4 separate regions of the Sus scrofa genome follow, and all the other regions are linked to region 1. Evidence: chromatin contacts called from public HiChIP or PLAC-seq data. All regions are on one chromosome and are shown on one strand. Each heading gives the region's core, a stretch centred on a gene start, on an enhancer-like site or on the middle of the called end of the contact. The rest is flanking DNA. Distances are from core to core; before and after follow the strand shown. Region 1 overlaps AKAP13 (A-kinase anchor protein 13). Region 2 overlaps AKAP13 (A-kinase anchor protein 13). Region 3 overlaps AKAP13 (A-kinase anchor protein 13). Region 4 has its middle 40 kb from the start of AKAP13.

Region 1 (3,549 bases), core at 529-3,028:
ATAGTAAGTGATTTGGGAGTATGGCTATGTGTGTGTGTGCACGTGTGCTGAGCAGCATAAGCATGCATATTTCCTTCTGCTGCTTCAGCAGCATTTGTTAGAAGGTACATGGGTCGATGAGTGAGCTACTGTCTGCTCTATTTATGTGGAACTAAAACAATGCCATGCATTACAGAAGGCAGAATGTCAGAAAAGGCCATGAAACAGATACCCAGGAGACGAAGCCAATCATTACCCCAATATTTTCCCTTCAGACATGAACTCACAATCTAAAGGAGAAACTATGAATCATCCTAAGTAAAATGTGCCATAAATCTGGAATTTGTTTGGTATGATTACAGGCTTCTTTTTCCAAAGAAAAACTGAGGGTTAAAAGAGAAGAGGAGAACTGAGGGTTTCCTGGCTCAGTCTTTATTAAACTTTGAGTAAACTGGAAGAGTTACTACTGATTGTGAACAAACTGCCTCACTCTACCGTCTGGAAATCCACCACATGAGGCTGGTGGAGACACTCTCTCACATTCAGGTTTTCTACTAGGCTCAAGTGGTCCACAGGATTATATTTTAATCCCTACAACTTTTCAGATAAAGCATCTAGGAAAAAAAAAAAAAAAAACACACAAAGGTTAATATGGACCATTAATAAAACTGAAATCACATCTACACACATAGTTATCTCTTACTACCATAAATTAGCTCTAGAGACATGATATTTTCAGAAACCATTAGTCTTATGCCTGCCTTTGTACAGACGAAATGCAAGGAATCAATGATGTCTACATCTTTAGGGCAAAAACATGGGGATGGGAAACCATATCTGATTTGACATAGCAACTACAACTTAACTTCTTTTTTCATGAAAACAAAAGAGGAGTTGTAAGGTTTTCAGCTAGTTCCATGGTGTTTTTCTTTCCCACTAAATTTCCTGGTAACAAAGAAAGAAAATAATAATCACAAGTCCTTTTAAAAGAGGAAGTTCTGAAAATTTTCCTGAGCTTCTTCTGAGGGAAATACCCCCAAGAGAACTGACACAGGGGAGGAGAGAGATGAACGGTTAAAGAAACAGAGGCTAAACTTTAGTTCCACTTTTCAAAACTAACTTCTGAATTTATCCCACAACCAGGTTCAGTTGATTTAAAACATAAATTTGAAGTAAATTATGGGGTAGGAAATCTGACCCTAACTGAGTGAATTGTAAGGAGCCCTGAGGTATGCTGACAATTAGCCACAGAATCAGAAAATACCAGGTTTGCATCTCACCTCCATTGCAGACAGGCTAGTTACCCTGAAAAACACACGATCCTGAAGCCTGTGTGTCTTGTGCGCAAAATGAGACTACCACTAGCCTTCCGGATTGCTAAAAAAAAAAAAAAAAATCAGAGATGGCTGTACACAAAGCACCTGGCATAAATCAAGCATCTAAAACTGGTACTTTATTATGATTGTTAGCTACTAAAATGCTCCTGTTCAGGTGACTCAAGGAAAACATCCCTAATACTCTACCAAGAACTTCTGCAGCAGGGCCCAACATAGCTTCTGAGCTATACACTGCCCTTAGACACTGCAGAACCAAAAAAAAATAAAGGCAAGGGGAAGAATGCCATATAAACAAAGCACAAGCAGGAGCACCTACATGAGAACCAAAAATTTAACTGCTGATGGTCCTCTTAAAAGTATCTAATCCAAACCTTTTTTAAGCGCACAGGTCAGGAGGTGTGTGCTCCTGAGGTCAGAGAGCTTTTTTGAGGCTCCTTATCACTGTATGAGGCACCCGTACCCATGGAAACGAAATATTGCTGCAAATAAACAAAGCTGCTAAAGCATGACCCAAGAATTACTTCATTTCCTATTAGGCTAAAAGTGGCATACATCCCATCCTGGCCTTCTCTTTTGAGGATGGAACAAATGGGACTTTGTTTCACTAACTATCCAAAAACGAACCTTGAAAGCGCTTGCTGGGCCAGCCAAGCCCAGTCCCATCTGATCATCTTCTACAAGAAAGGCTCCATCAGTAATCATGGTGGAAAATATAAAAATAATGCCTTTTACTACCTCAGTTTGGCATCAAAGTATTTAAGAATTTGGTCTTTTTCCTCCCATTGGAGTGACTATGTAGGGTTAAAGGAAATTTTCAGTCTTCAGACTCACACTTTAATAGGAGATAGGGTTATGTGCAAAAGTATTCATCTATTGCTATAGTTTTCAGTGGTCTAAAGGTAGATGTGAAAATCTGGTATATGTACAAAGTGTATATAGGAGCATTTAAGTAGAGAGAGAAAAAGAGCTGACAGAGGAATCATGTACATTTGGGGGGGGGGACTAATTAATGTTAAGGAAAAATCTGACCTGTAATAATCCAGCTTATTACTCTAAGGCAGTGTATCTCAACCTTTTATTCACTGTCAACCCCCAAGGAGCCTTTTCAAAGGTTTTTCTCTATCTGCCACCCCGACCCATAAAATTTTAACACCACAGATATACCACACATACCTGTGCTTTATATATAAAGTATAAGACTTTTTAACCCCTCCCCCAAGAACCAATTCTGACCCCTTGGGAGGATACTGGCCCTACTGTAATGCATGTGCTCATTTCTAGGGCTGTGCCTATAGATCCCAAGTGATGAGGTATACCACAATTTCCATATAGGCATTACAAAAGGACAGTAGACAGCAGATACACTTCCCTTCTTAGTATGTTTTACCAGGATAGCCGCTATATATACTGACTAGCACTGGAACAGTAATTTAAGTCTTTTAAAACATCAAACCATGTCTGCCTAGAGATAGCCTTTATAGAAAGAGTATTTTAGAATAGGGAGATGGTTAGAAAATACCCATTAAAAAATAACTGATCACAAAAAACAAACCAAAAAAAAGAAATAAAAAAAATAACTGATCCCTTTGGCAGAGAGAGAGGGCACCAGAATTCTCTGATCAGTCCAGTTAAAAACCAAGAACTTCTTTTCAAACATGTTAGTCGATTTGACAATCTCTAGACATCTGCTGCTTGCTAGAAACCACAGGACTTCTTGCTGAGACTTGAGCTGTAAGCACTGATTTTTAATTAGGCCCCAAAGGACTTCTGATGATGCAAAATATATTTTTTTCTTTTTTTATTTTGATAACAGATCTACTTTATATAGTACCTTGTCTCCGATGAGTGAAATGGAAAAGAAAAATACAAAAGAGATGAGTCAAATTTGGGGTCAACGAATGTTTACAGTTTTTCCGTCAAATAAGAACTCTTGCTGTGAATTCTACAATACTGAAGAAGAAAAAGATTTTGTTTTATGAAAAATTCTGCACTAAAGCCTTTCACAAAAATTGTAGGCAGCATCTACCAAAAAATCTTGTCTCATTTTCCATTCTACAATTAATACGTGCTTGGTCTAAACACACATTTATTTAAGGAAAATGAGCACAGTAAGAGAGAACCTCATATCCCCCCCAAGAATTATCTTCCAAGGATACTCAGATATACTTATGCTACTTGCCAGTTCTATAGTCTTTTAAAGAAAACCTCTCAGCCTCAACTCTAGAGAAAAAGC
Region 2 (3,262 bases), core at 520-3,019, 170 kb before region 1:
ACTTTCTGACAGGCATTTTGGACTCTATCACTCTTAAATGCCAGTTTCCAAAGTGGTCTTCCTTGGATTCAAGACCTTTCATAATTTACTGTGTTCTTATTTCTCAGAAATGACTTGTTTAGTCTAGTTTCTACTGTAGCTGAGGAAGTAAACTGTACTGTCACAAGAGATCTTTTTCTAGGACTGTTGCATAAATGAGAACTCATGTTAAATAAGATGTTCAATAAAATTAAAGAAAAAATATCAAGTCTTTATACCTCAAAGTTTTAAAAGAAAATCTTAGGCTACATACTGGAAAATCAACTTTCCACAGCCCAATAAATCGCCTGATAAACAATGCAAATAATGCAAATCACATACTAGCAGAACAAATGAAGTCTCACCATAAATCACTTCTTGCCGTTTGACCACATCTTTCTTTTGCTGTTTCAGAAACTTGCTGTCCACAATTTGACTCCAGGACTCTGCTTCCAGCTGTTTGGCCTCAATCTCAAAGTCTCCCATTAGTTGTCCTTCGTTCATGTCTGTCCCTACTCCTCAAAATACCAAAAGATCAACATCAGAATTTTGGATCTGTGATCTCTCAAAAACCTATACTGAACTTTCCTCAGGGTGATAATTTCATGAGATGCAAACACTCTGCACTAACACAAGGATGAACCAATATTCTATTAGAAAAGAATGCCATTTTCTGTTTGGGCGTGACATACTTTATATTCAAGACTTTGGTTAAGGACCATAAATGGCACATAAATCAAACACAATTAAGACATGATTCCTATCGTGAAGTAGGAACTGCAAGGGTCCTGATGACTTTACTTGTTTGAACAGGCTTACAACTGTGCTGAGAGCTAGAACTCAAAGGGTACCAGAGTCTAGGTGAAGAAAAAGCAATTGTACCAGAGTCTGACCACATTAAAATCAACGACACACATTCTTCAGTGGAGAGCTATCTAACAGCTGGTTTACCAACTCTTTATAAGGCACTTCTTTACAGACAATTTAGAGAATCTTTACATGAGTAAGGAAGAGGCAGGAGTCATTCATTATTCTATTAGCACTTGCATTCTAGGTAATGGTACCGTGTCTCAGAGGCATGTGATACAGGCCATAACTTCCTCTTACCCTCATCAGTAAGGGACTCTGTTGACTCATTGACCTTGCTGATTTTATTTAGTGAGTCTGTTGAATGAGACAGGAATTTCCAGGTGTTTGATATGTTCTCATCATTGCCAACTCTGGGGACAAAAAAAAAAAGAAACACTGTCAAATACATTCTGATGAGCCATGGTTTGTGGCCTTAAATGAGGATCTTAAGACCTTACATTAGGCACCCAGTAAACGTTTGTGGTATGACACAAAACTAAGCCAGAAACATTTAGAACTAAATTTTATTTAAGGCCAACTTTTAAAAGTCATAATAAACAAATTTTGATAACATAACTTTGAAAAAAGGCCTTTGGATAATTACAAAACAAAGACAAAAACAATATAAAAATACCTGAAATTTTTTTTTGTTTGTTTTTAAAGGAGGAAGGAACATTAGCCAGCACAGAGGTTAGGAAATACAGCCAAAAGCAGATTTGCATCCTTCAGATGGGAATTTTCCTCCAGCTTAGGTTAAGAGAGCTGCAAGAAATGTTTTGAGTCCTACATTTGAGATGACTTCTTTGCTTGATGGGAAGGCAGGCATCTTACCCCAAACAGCCAACAACATCATAATCAGCCCTGTGCTAACCACAGACAGCCGAGGCCTGAATAGTCAGGGGTCACGGCAACTTCTATAGGGACCACAAAAGGAACTCAGTGCAAATGAGTGACTGGAAACTACTGTAATACCAGCCCGTCAGTCATTCCCATGACTTAGGAGTTAAGGACAGAAAACAGTAAAAAAAACAAAACTATGCCCCTCTTCCTGCCCAGGTTCATCCAACCAACAGAAAAATGAGACATCTTAAGATATAAATGGTTGCCAACTAAAAATTCAGAATTAAATCATCTTTTATCCTATTCCCACTTTTAACTTTGATCTAAAAAGCATCCTTCTAGAATGTAGTTTCTTTAAAAGCAGGGCTGATTATGAACAAAAAAGTGGGGGACAACTGGCCTGAAAATGATGTTTATAGGGGATCTTTGTTACAAAACGGTGATGATGGTGCATGAAAATGGAACCCTCATTCCACCATCTGTATCGCTTAGCTCTGCACCTCCTCATGAAGTTATGCATTTTTTTTCTAAAAAAAAAATCTCTTCATAGTATAATCACTATGCTCTTGTCACCTAGATGTCAACTGTGCTATCTTTACATCCCCGCATACCCAGCAATGTTCTGTATGGAGACACTCTTGGAGAGCGAGACACTCTGCTGGGACCGTCTATTAGCAAACACAGGGGCTGAAGTGGTTTCGTCGGCCAGAAGGACGGCAGACCGAGGGCGCTCCTTGGGCTGGGAGGCTGTAAAGGAAGAGAGGACATCAAGTGAAGATTCAGCTATCCGTGCCCACCAGTGCCAACTCCCCAGACAAACGCCAAAGAGAAGCAAACTGCTCTAAAAGAGACGTACCCTGGGAGTGTAATGGGTACGAAAACTCTCCTGAGGACAATCTGGCAAAAGCTACTGAAATCGTTAAATGCCTATCCCTTTTGATCCAGCAATTCCATTTTAGGATATGTTTACTCTGCCAAGCTTAAGTTGTTTATGTTTGAAATGACAAATGTCCAAAGTTATTCAATGCAAAGTTTGGTAAAAGCAAAAGATTGGAAATTATACAAACTGAGTATCAAAAGACGGTCAGTTAAGAAATTATGAGCTCCCATTGTGGCGTACTGGAAATGAATCCAACTAGGACCCATGAGATTGCGGGTTTGATCCCTGGCCTTGCTCAGTGGGTTAAGGATCCGGTGTTGCCGTGAGCTGTGGTGTAGGTTGCAGACAAGGCTCAGATCCTGCATTGCTGTGGCTGTGGCGCAGGCCAGCACCTACAGCTCTGATTTCACCCGTAGCCTGGGAACCTCCATATGCTGCGGGTATGGCCCTAAAAATAGCGAAAAAAAGGGGGGAAAAAAAAAAGGAATTATGGTACATGCTACATCTGAATACTATGAAGCTTTAAAAACAAAAATGAAGACACTCTCCATGAACTGACACAGATCTGCAGGATAATACATTAAGTGAAAAAAAAAATTCACACAAAGTACACAACAGTCTTTTTTATGTTTTAAAGAAGTTAATAATTCACATTGGTATTTGCTTGATTTTAAT
Region 3 (3,370 bases), core at 633-3,132, 140 kb before region 1:
GAGTCTGCAGTGGCCACCAAGCCTCCTCAGCGAGCCATAGCTCAGCCACAGGGGAAGCAGGCAGCGAGTAGAAGAAAGGATGGTAACAGTCTGGGACCAGCCCCAAGGGGAGGAAAGATGGCTGCACAGCAAGAAAAGGGATCGAAGTTCTCCTCTGACTGCCTCCCACCCATCATATACCCCTAAAGTTAGGGCACCTCTCTGAGATTTCCTCCCTTACTCTAGCCAGAAGTACTGAAATATCCTCCACATATACATGTTCTGTTTTTACTCACTAGAATTTCAAGGTTTTTTTTTTTTTTTTTTTTTGCCCAATTTTCAAACTTGAGGGAGCAGGGATTTAAACCATGCAAACTTTAAGAAATATTAATGCATGCTAGATCCTTAACAAAACACCTAAGCAGTCAGGGACATTTCCAGTGCACACTACTCTTGGGGGACTAGGGCTGTGGGGTAAAACTAGCTCTCCATCAAAGATCCTTTGCAAGCATGGTTACGCAGACACTCAGCTGGTTAATCAACATCAAGTGAATCATTTCCTTCCAACGTAATCCGACCATGAACTACAATTCACAGAAGCAGGAAGAATGTATTCAGCAGTTGTCATGATCGCTAACTCTGGGGTACCATTTTCCAGGGCATAGAATACCTCTCATAATCTAAAAAAACTCCTGAAAAATGGGTACCCTGAAGTTAGTGGTCATGACAACTACTACATGCCTTACATTTTGAATCGATGCCTTCCATGTACATTGTTTCATCTGATTCAATAACTCTGAAGTGAATAGGGCGGGCATTATGCGTCTCATTTTCTAACTGATAAGAAAAAGATATAAAGAACAGCTCTAAGTTTGAACAGTTACTATGTGCCAAACACTGCAGTGAGCCAATAACATGAATTTTCCCGTAACGACTCAATGAAGCATGTACCATCTACTATCTCCATCTTGCATTTGAGGAGGCTGATGCTTAGAGATGTCTGATACCGCAATGGAGGCTGCATAACAATAACTAACCTAGCTGCAATTAAGACCCAGATCTGCCAACTCTACAGCTGGGCTCTAGTTTACTATGCTCTACTGTCAAGGGCTAGAGAGGTTTGTTGACTCACAGAAGGTCACACAGCAAACGATCTGCAGTTAAAATCAGAACCCAGGTCTTCTGACTTCCTATTCAGAACTCATGCACTATACTGAAATGGTGAATGTTTATTAAGTTTGATTTGTATAAAGCCCTTTGTGAACAGAATACACATAAAAAAATCCAAGAGCCAAATTGCTTTGCTTCACAACTATATAAAACAACAACAGAGGAAGGGAGAAAAACAAACTACCTCACTTTACAAAACAGGAAACTGCTCTGAGTAAAAATCAGTAACTGTTAAAGTATGTAAAACTTTAATAAAAATCAACCACGAAAATTGAGTTTTTTCGTGTAACTTTTTTCTTTTAACTACCTTTTGATGAAGGCTTCTCCACACATGAAATGTTAAACTGAACAGCACCTGACATTTTGCTGAAGAAAGCTAAAAAGCATGTTTCAAGAGATAAGAAAATCTTCTACGGCAACTAACTTATTCTCTCAAGCCTTCCTTGCAATGCTCTCAAAATCTGAGTAAATTAATAATTTCCTAACTCTTTGAAACAATCCAAACTAGCTCTTCCAAGGGTCAAAACAAAACAATAAACTCTACCATCTCTTCCTGTGTTTATTAGAATTTAGTGCTTTAAAGAAGTCAGGCTCTTACCTCCCCATGTTTTGGTCCTATGATTCTCACTGTTACGAGGGGTGCTTCATGAAACCGACCCCATCTTACCGACATGGTTCCACCCCCATGCCAGGAAGTGTGCTCTCACGGAAGGAAGGGCTCATGCCAGCAGGGCAGAGCCCAGCAGCTTTGAGCTGCCATGAGAACAACCATTACAGAAACTGTAAGAGGAAGCCGTAGACTGGTTGAGAAAGGGAAGGAGGGAGGGCTGAGGTTGCTTATTTCCTTAAGACAAGCTTAACTATTTGAATGCTGCCAGTAGAGCCAACTACCCTGTTACAAAAGACACAGGACATGAGACAGAACAAATTCTCCAAACACACTGTGTGGAGAGTATTTACGTTGCAAGATGGGAACTCTGGCAAGATTGAGGCCAATTTTTTAACACCTGAAGTTAAGGAACACATCTATTTAAACAGACGTCCTCATTTTATAAAAAGCGGTTAGTTTCCTAAGAAAATTTTTAGTGAGGTGGCTTGTGGTAAAGTGGTGATTGGTTGTTTTCTGAAGCTGGACTTTTCCAGATTCAACACCTCCCAAAATGCTTTAAAACGGTGTGCTGGGGAAATAGAAACTCATATTTAAAGAGAAAGATGAAGGTAACAACTACACTATGATACTATGAGGGGTAAATGATTTTTCATTTTTCTAAACCTACCATTTTAGACAAGTAATTACAATTGAAAAAAATCAGAGAACTCTCTGGAAAACTGTGAAACATGCTGTGATTAAAGCAACTGTCACACTGCAGATCTTTAATCAAAGACGGAATGAGAGAGATAATTATATTTAATGTTGATGCAGGCCTCTGCAAACACTACTCTACCCTAATCGGCACCTTTGAAACGCTGATGGATTTAGTTCTTTTTTAGACACACCACAGAAGCAGGAGTTGAAGCTCAATGTCTTGTTATGAAGTTACAGAGTATACTAGCAGCTGTGCAGGAATGTGATCCTTGCATCTGAAAATGCCTACTTCTCAAGTCAATTAAGAATTTGTCTAAAACATCTCTAACCATCTCCTAGTTGTCTGTAAAAAGGAAAGCTTGGAAGAAAGAAAATCAGTGTGACAGGATGATTTAAAGAGGGTCACCCTACACCCTTTATGAATGCAGACATTATGCATATTGCTGTTAAATACTCCACAGCAAGCAAATTTACTCAGCAGGAAACAGCACTACTTCTTGAAGATACTAAAAGACAAAAGCAGAAACTGCCAGTGTTCCTGTTATACTTCCTGTTTAAGGTTCTCCCTCTTTCAAAAAAGATTCAACATACTTACCTAATTTTTTTTTTTAATTTTTATTTTTTTGTCTTTTTGCCATTTCTTGGGCCGCTCCTGTGGCATATGGAGGTTCCCAGGCTAGGGGTCGAAATTGGAGCCATAGTCACTGGCCTACACAAGAGCCACAGCAACGTGGGATCCGAGCCGCGTCTGCAACCTACACCGCAGTTCATGGCAACGCCGATCTTTACCCCACTGAGCAAGGCCAGGGATCGAACCCTCAACCTCATGGTTCCTAGTCAGATTCGTTAACCACTGCACCACGACGGGAACTCCGATACTTATCTTATTAATAACTCATGCCAGTTAATGATAAT
Region 4 (3,273 bases), core at 474-2,973, 180 kb after region 1:
AATTGGTCCTACATCAGCTTTAGAGGGGAAGGAACAAACTATTTAGAGCTGGAAGGATATGGACTCCTGGCTCTTGCATGTGCAAAACGATGTAGGTACAAAGCTATTCATTGCAACACTGTTTACAGTAGCAAAAGATTGGAAACAACCCAGTATCCAACAGTAGAGAATGGGTTAATTAAATGTGGTACCTCCATACAATGGAATATTGTGCAGCTGTAAAAGGAAAAGAATGAAGAAGGTTTTAATGTGCTGACACAGAAAGATCTACAAGATATCAAGTAAAAACAGCAAGACACAGAGCAGTATGTATATAGTATGCCATGTTTTGTGAGAAAATGGAGTCAAAATAAGAATATATTTCTCGGGAGTTCCTGTCGTGGTGCAGTGGTTAACGAAACCGATTAGGAACCATGAGGTTGCGGGTTCAGTCCCTGGCCTTGCTCAGTGGGTTAAGGATCTGGCATTGCTGTGAGCTGTGGTGTAGGTTGCAGACGCTCAGATCCCACGTTGCTGTGGCTGTGGCGTGGCTACAGCTCCGATTCGACCCCTAGCCTGGGAACCTCCATATGCCGAGGGAGTGGCCACAGAAAAGGCAAAAAGACAACAACAATAACAAGAAAATCAAACAAACAAAAATAATATATTTCTCATTAACTGGTATGCATAAGGAAATGCTGAAAGTGTCTACATAATAAGGAACACATGATGGTAGTTATTACCTGTGTATGAAGGCAACTGGATATTTGGGGGTCATGTGGATGAGAGATTTTTCTAGGCTTTATGATTTTGAATGATGTGACTGTATAATCTATTTATAAACTAAATCAAATAAACAAGCATCATAGCTCTGTCACTTTGTTACCAGCCCACCCTGGAAAATTACTTAACATCTCCCAGTCCTGATGTTGACATCAGGGAAATGGAGATATTTATATTCGCCCCCCTGGCCTGTTAGGTCACTAAGCAACTGAATGCAAAAAGCACTAAGCAACTGAATGCAAAAATTTGTGAGCCTGGAGGGGTGCTCACAAATATTGGGTGATTTCCTTTCCCTGTGGAAGTGCCAGTGCCTCTCTGTCCTGCGACCGGATTGTGATTCACTGGTTCAGAACTTTTCAGGAAGTATTTCAGGAGCAATTTTCTCTTGCTTGCCTTGTCCTGACTGAGTCGTCACAGGTTAAAAAAAAAAAAAAGTCCAATGACCTTAAGAATTCAGTGGCCTTTGAACACTCTTTTAGGCGGGGCAGCCTCTAGAAACCTCTGCTTCATTTCCCAGATTGGTTGATTTCTTCCACTTGGGTTCCTCCTGTAGCGTCAACTCAGGCCCAACCTCCAGGGGAGCAGTCCCAAGGCTCAGGTGCCACGCTGGGAAGGAGTCTGCCTGCCTGAGCTCTGAGGTTCCTTCTCTCTCCACCCTTGCTCCACTGCTTTCTCTCCAAATCCATTCTCTGGGCTTCAGAATCCCAGCGGGGTCAGGGGACTGTTATCAGCGGACCAAGCTTTCAGCCCCAGGGGAGTCCTGGGGAGAGGCCCGGCAGTCGGAGGAAGGGCTCTAAGAGGCCACCCAGCATCCCACCATCTGTGATGGAGGGGCTACAGCATTCTCTGACTTCGAGGCCGGTGTTTGATCTGCCTCCGGCCTTCGCAGAGAGCCGCAAGCACAGCGCGGAGGTTATGAAAGAACACAGTGCTGGCTGAACACACATTCGCTGGAGCCCTTTCGGTTTTCGGGGAAGGGACCGAGCGCGGCCTCTAGCGGCCTCTCCTAGACCTGCTCTCCAGAGTCTTGACCCTTGTGGATTGTTCAACTGAAACTCGGCCACAGCTCCGTGGGAAAGAGGCAGCGGGATCGCGGGACGTTGTCCTCGGAAAACCTTCCACAAGCAGAGTCGTGGTCTGTCCTGCAGGCAAGCGTGTGAATCCGGCTAGACCTGCCTCCCGAACGGTCGAGCTCCAGCGCATTCACAAGGGCATCCAGAGCTCCTCCCCCTCCTCCTCCCTCCAGGTCCTGCGGGTCCGACTCCTCCCCCATCTCTGTTCCCCTCTCGTCTCAGTTATCAAGTGCTGCCTGCCGCACCTAATCTCAGGCAATGATTTGCAGCACTGGTTGCTGCATTCCTTCAAACTCTCCTTTGCAAAGATTCTGGGACCTAATCTTTCTTTCTTTTTAAAATTTTATTGGAATATAGTTGATGTACAAAATTATGTTAATTTCAGGAGTACAGCACAGTAAATCGGTTATACATATATCCATTCCTTTTCAGATTCTTTTCCCATATACTTTATTACACAGTATTGAGTAAATTTCCTTGTGCTATACACTAGGAGGTACTTAATATTTCTTCAATGAATCAATCTGGGTAAGTTGAATGAGGACTTTAAGTTGAAACTGATCCAGTCACCTTAGTCTATTTTCTAAGTTATTTAAAATATACAACATTGACTTTTTTCTCGTTACAAAATTTTGGTACTATGGAATGCTGTGTTGGAAATACTGATCAAATCAAACTCCCTGATTTCATGGAAGATCAGTATAAATCTTAACTTTGTTCCTTATGAGAAAAAACCAAAAACAAAAACCCACCAAATACTTGTGCCCTCATTGGGTGCATGAAGCAGTTTTAGGTACTAGCACTACATTTTCTTGAACCCAAGGTGGATCCCTTTAAGGGCAATTAAAAAGATATAACATGACATTGATTTTTTTGCACACATTCTTTCAAATTTCTGTTTTCTATATTACAAGCTACCATCCACAGAGGGTCATAAATCCTCTGGAGAAGTCATATGTTACACCACGTGGTTTGCTTTGCATCTGTTTTGCAGCTGTTCACTTTGCAGTTTTATTTTGCCTTTTGGAAACCTTAGAACAGTGCTTCTCAAACATGAATGCGCATATGAATCACTTGGGGGATCTTGTTAAAATGCAGATTTTGAGTCAGGAGGTCTGGGGAGGGCTGAGATTCTTCACTTCTAAGGAGATGCCAGGTGGTGCCAATTCTGCTGCTCTGGACACCACACTTAGAGTGGTAGAGTTGTTGAAAAACAGGAACAAAAGTATTCTGAGAGTGCTCATGGGATCAGTGTCAATGTGCTTGCACTGAGAACCAGTCTGGCTGTGGAGGAGTTCTCCTTGAAGATTCTAGTCTACTTTCCCCCTCATCCTTCACTTTCCCTTTCTTTCAAATATTCTTTCCTGTTGTCTGGATTGGAGAGAAGCTGGGAGGGAAAAGCCAAAAGCTATGTTGATTCAGGATGTGTGGGTAGCAC

The links. HiChIP or PLAC-seq counts read pairs in DNA pulled down with a chosen protein or histone mark.
Region 2: an H3K27ac HiChIP or PLAC-seq map of alveolar macrophages shows a contact between it and region 1. The contact joins two enhancer-like sites. A contact is called at or near these places in 1 of 47 Hi-C or Micro-C datasets (liver) and 1 of 2 datasets of contacts at active chromatin or transcription factors (alveolar macrophages).
Region 3: an H3K27ac HiChIP or PLAC-seq map of alveolar macrophages shows a contact between it and region 1. The contact joins two enhancer-like sites. A contact is called at or near these places in 1 of 47 Hi-C or Micro-C datasets (liver) and 1 of 2 datasets of contacts at active chromatin or transcription factors (alveolar macrophages).
Region 4: a contact with region 1 is called in an H3K27ac HiChIP or PLAC-seq map of skeletal muscle. The contact joins two enhancer-like sites. A contact is called at or near these places in 2 of 47 Hi-C or Micro-C datasets (heart right ventricle and mesenteric adipose tissue) and 1 of 2 datasets of contacts at active chromatin or transcription factors (skeletal muscle).

What each region holds. Positions count from the first base shown.
Region 1 is chr7:88,023,915-88,027,463 of Sscrofa11.1, reverse strand. The region is part of intron 3 of AKAP13 (A-kinase anchor protein 13); the gene reads right to left. Among named protein-coding and RNA genes, the nearest start is that of AKAP13, 140 kb to the right of the region's middle. Within about 2 kb of position 1,778, at least 31 of the 83 cell types and tissues checked have an H3K27ac peak or open chromatin away from gene starts, as enhancers often do. A contact at or near this core is called in alveolar macrophages, liver, mesenteric adipose tissue and 1 more, where this site is marked.
Region 2 is chr7:88,193,043-88,196,304 of Sscrofa11.1, reverse strand. AKAP13 (A-kinase anchor protein 13) reads right to left here. Exons shown (of 38, transcript XM_021099912.1): 21 at 2,319-2,454; 22 at 1,126-1,238; 23 at 384-536. Among named protein-coding and RNA genes, the nearest start is that of KLHL25, 97 kb to the left of the region's middle. Within about 2 kb of position 1,769, at least 1 of the 83 cell types and tissues checked has an H3K27ac peak or open chromatin away from gene starts, as enhancers often do. A contact at or near this core is called in alveolar macrophages, where this site is marked.
Region 3 is chr7:88,169,138-88,172,507 of Sscrofa11.1, reverse strand. The region is part of intron 17 of AKAP13 (A-kinase anchor protein 13); the gene reads right to left. Among named protein-coding and RNA genes, the nearest start is that of KLHL25, 120 kb to the left of the region's middle. Within about 2 kb of position 1,882, at least 24 of the 83 cell types and tissues checked have an H3K27ac peak or open chromatin away from gene starts, as enhancers often do. A contact at or near this core is called in alveolar macrophages and liver, where this site is marked.
Region 4 is chr7:87,847,836-87,851,108 of Sscrofa11.1, reverse strand. No RefSeq gene overlaps it. Among named protein-coding and RNA genes, the nearest start is that of AKAP13, 40 kb to the left of the region's middle. Within about 2 kb of position 1,723, at least 73 of the 83 cell types and tissues checked have an H3K27ac peak or open chromatin away from gene starts, as enhancers often do. A contact at or near this core is called in mesenteric adipose tissue and skeletal muscle, where this site is marked.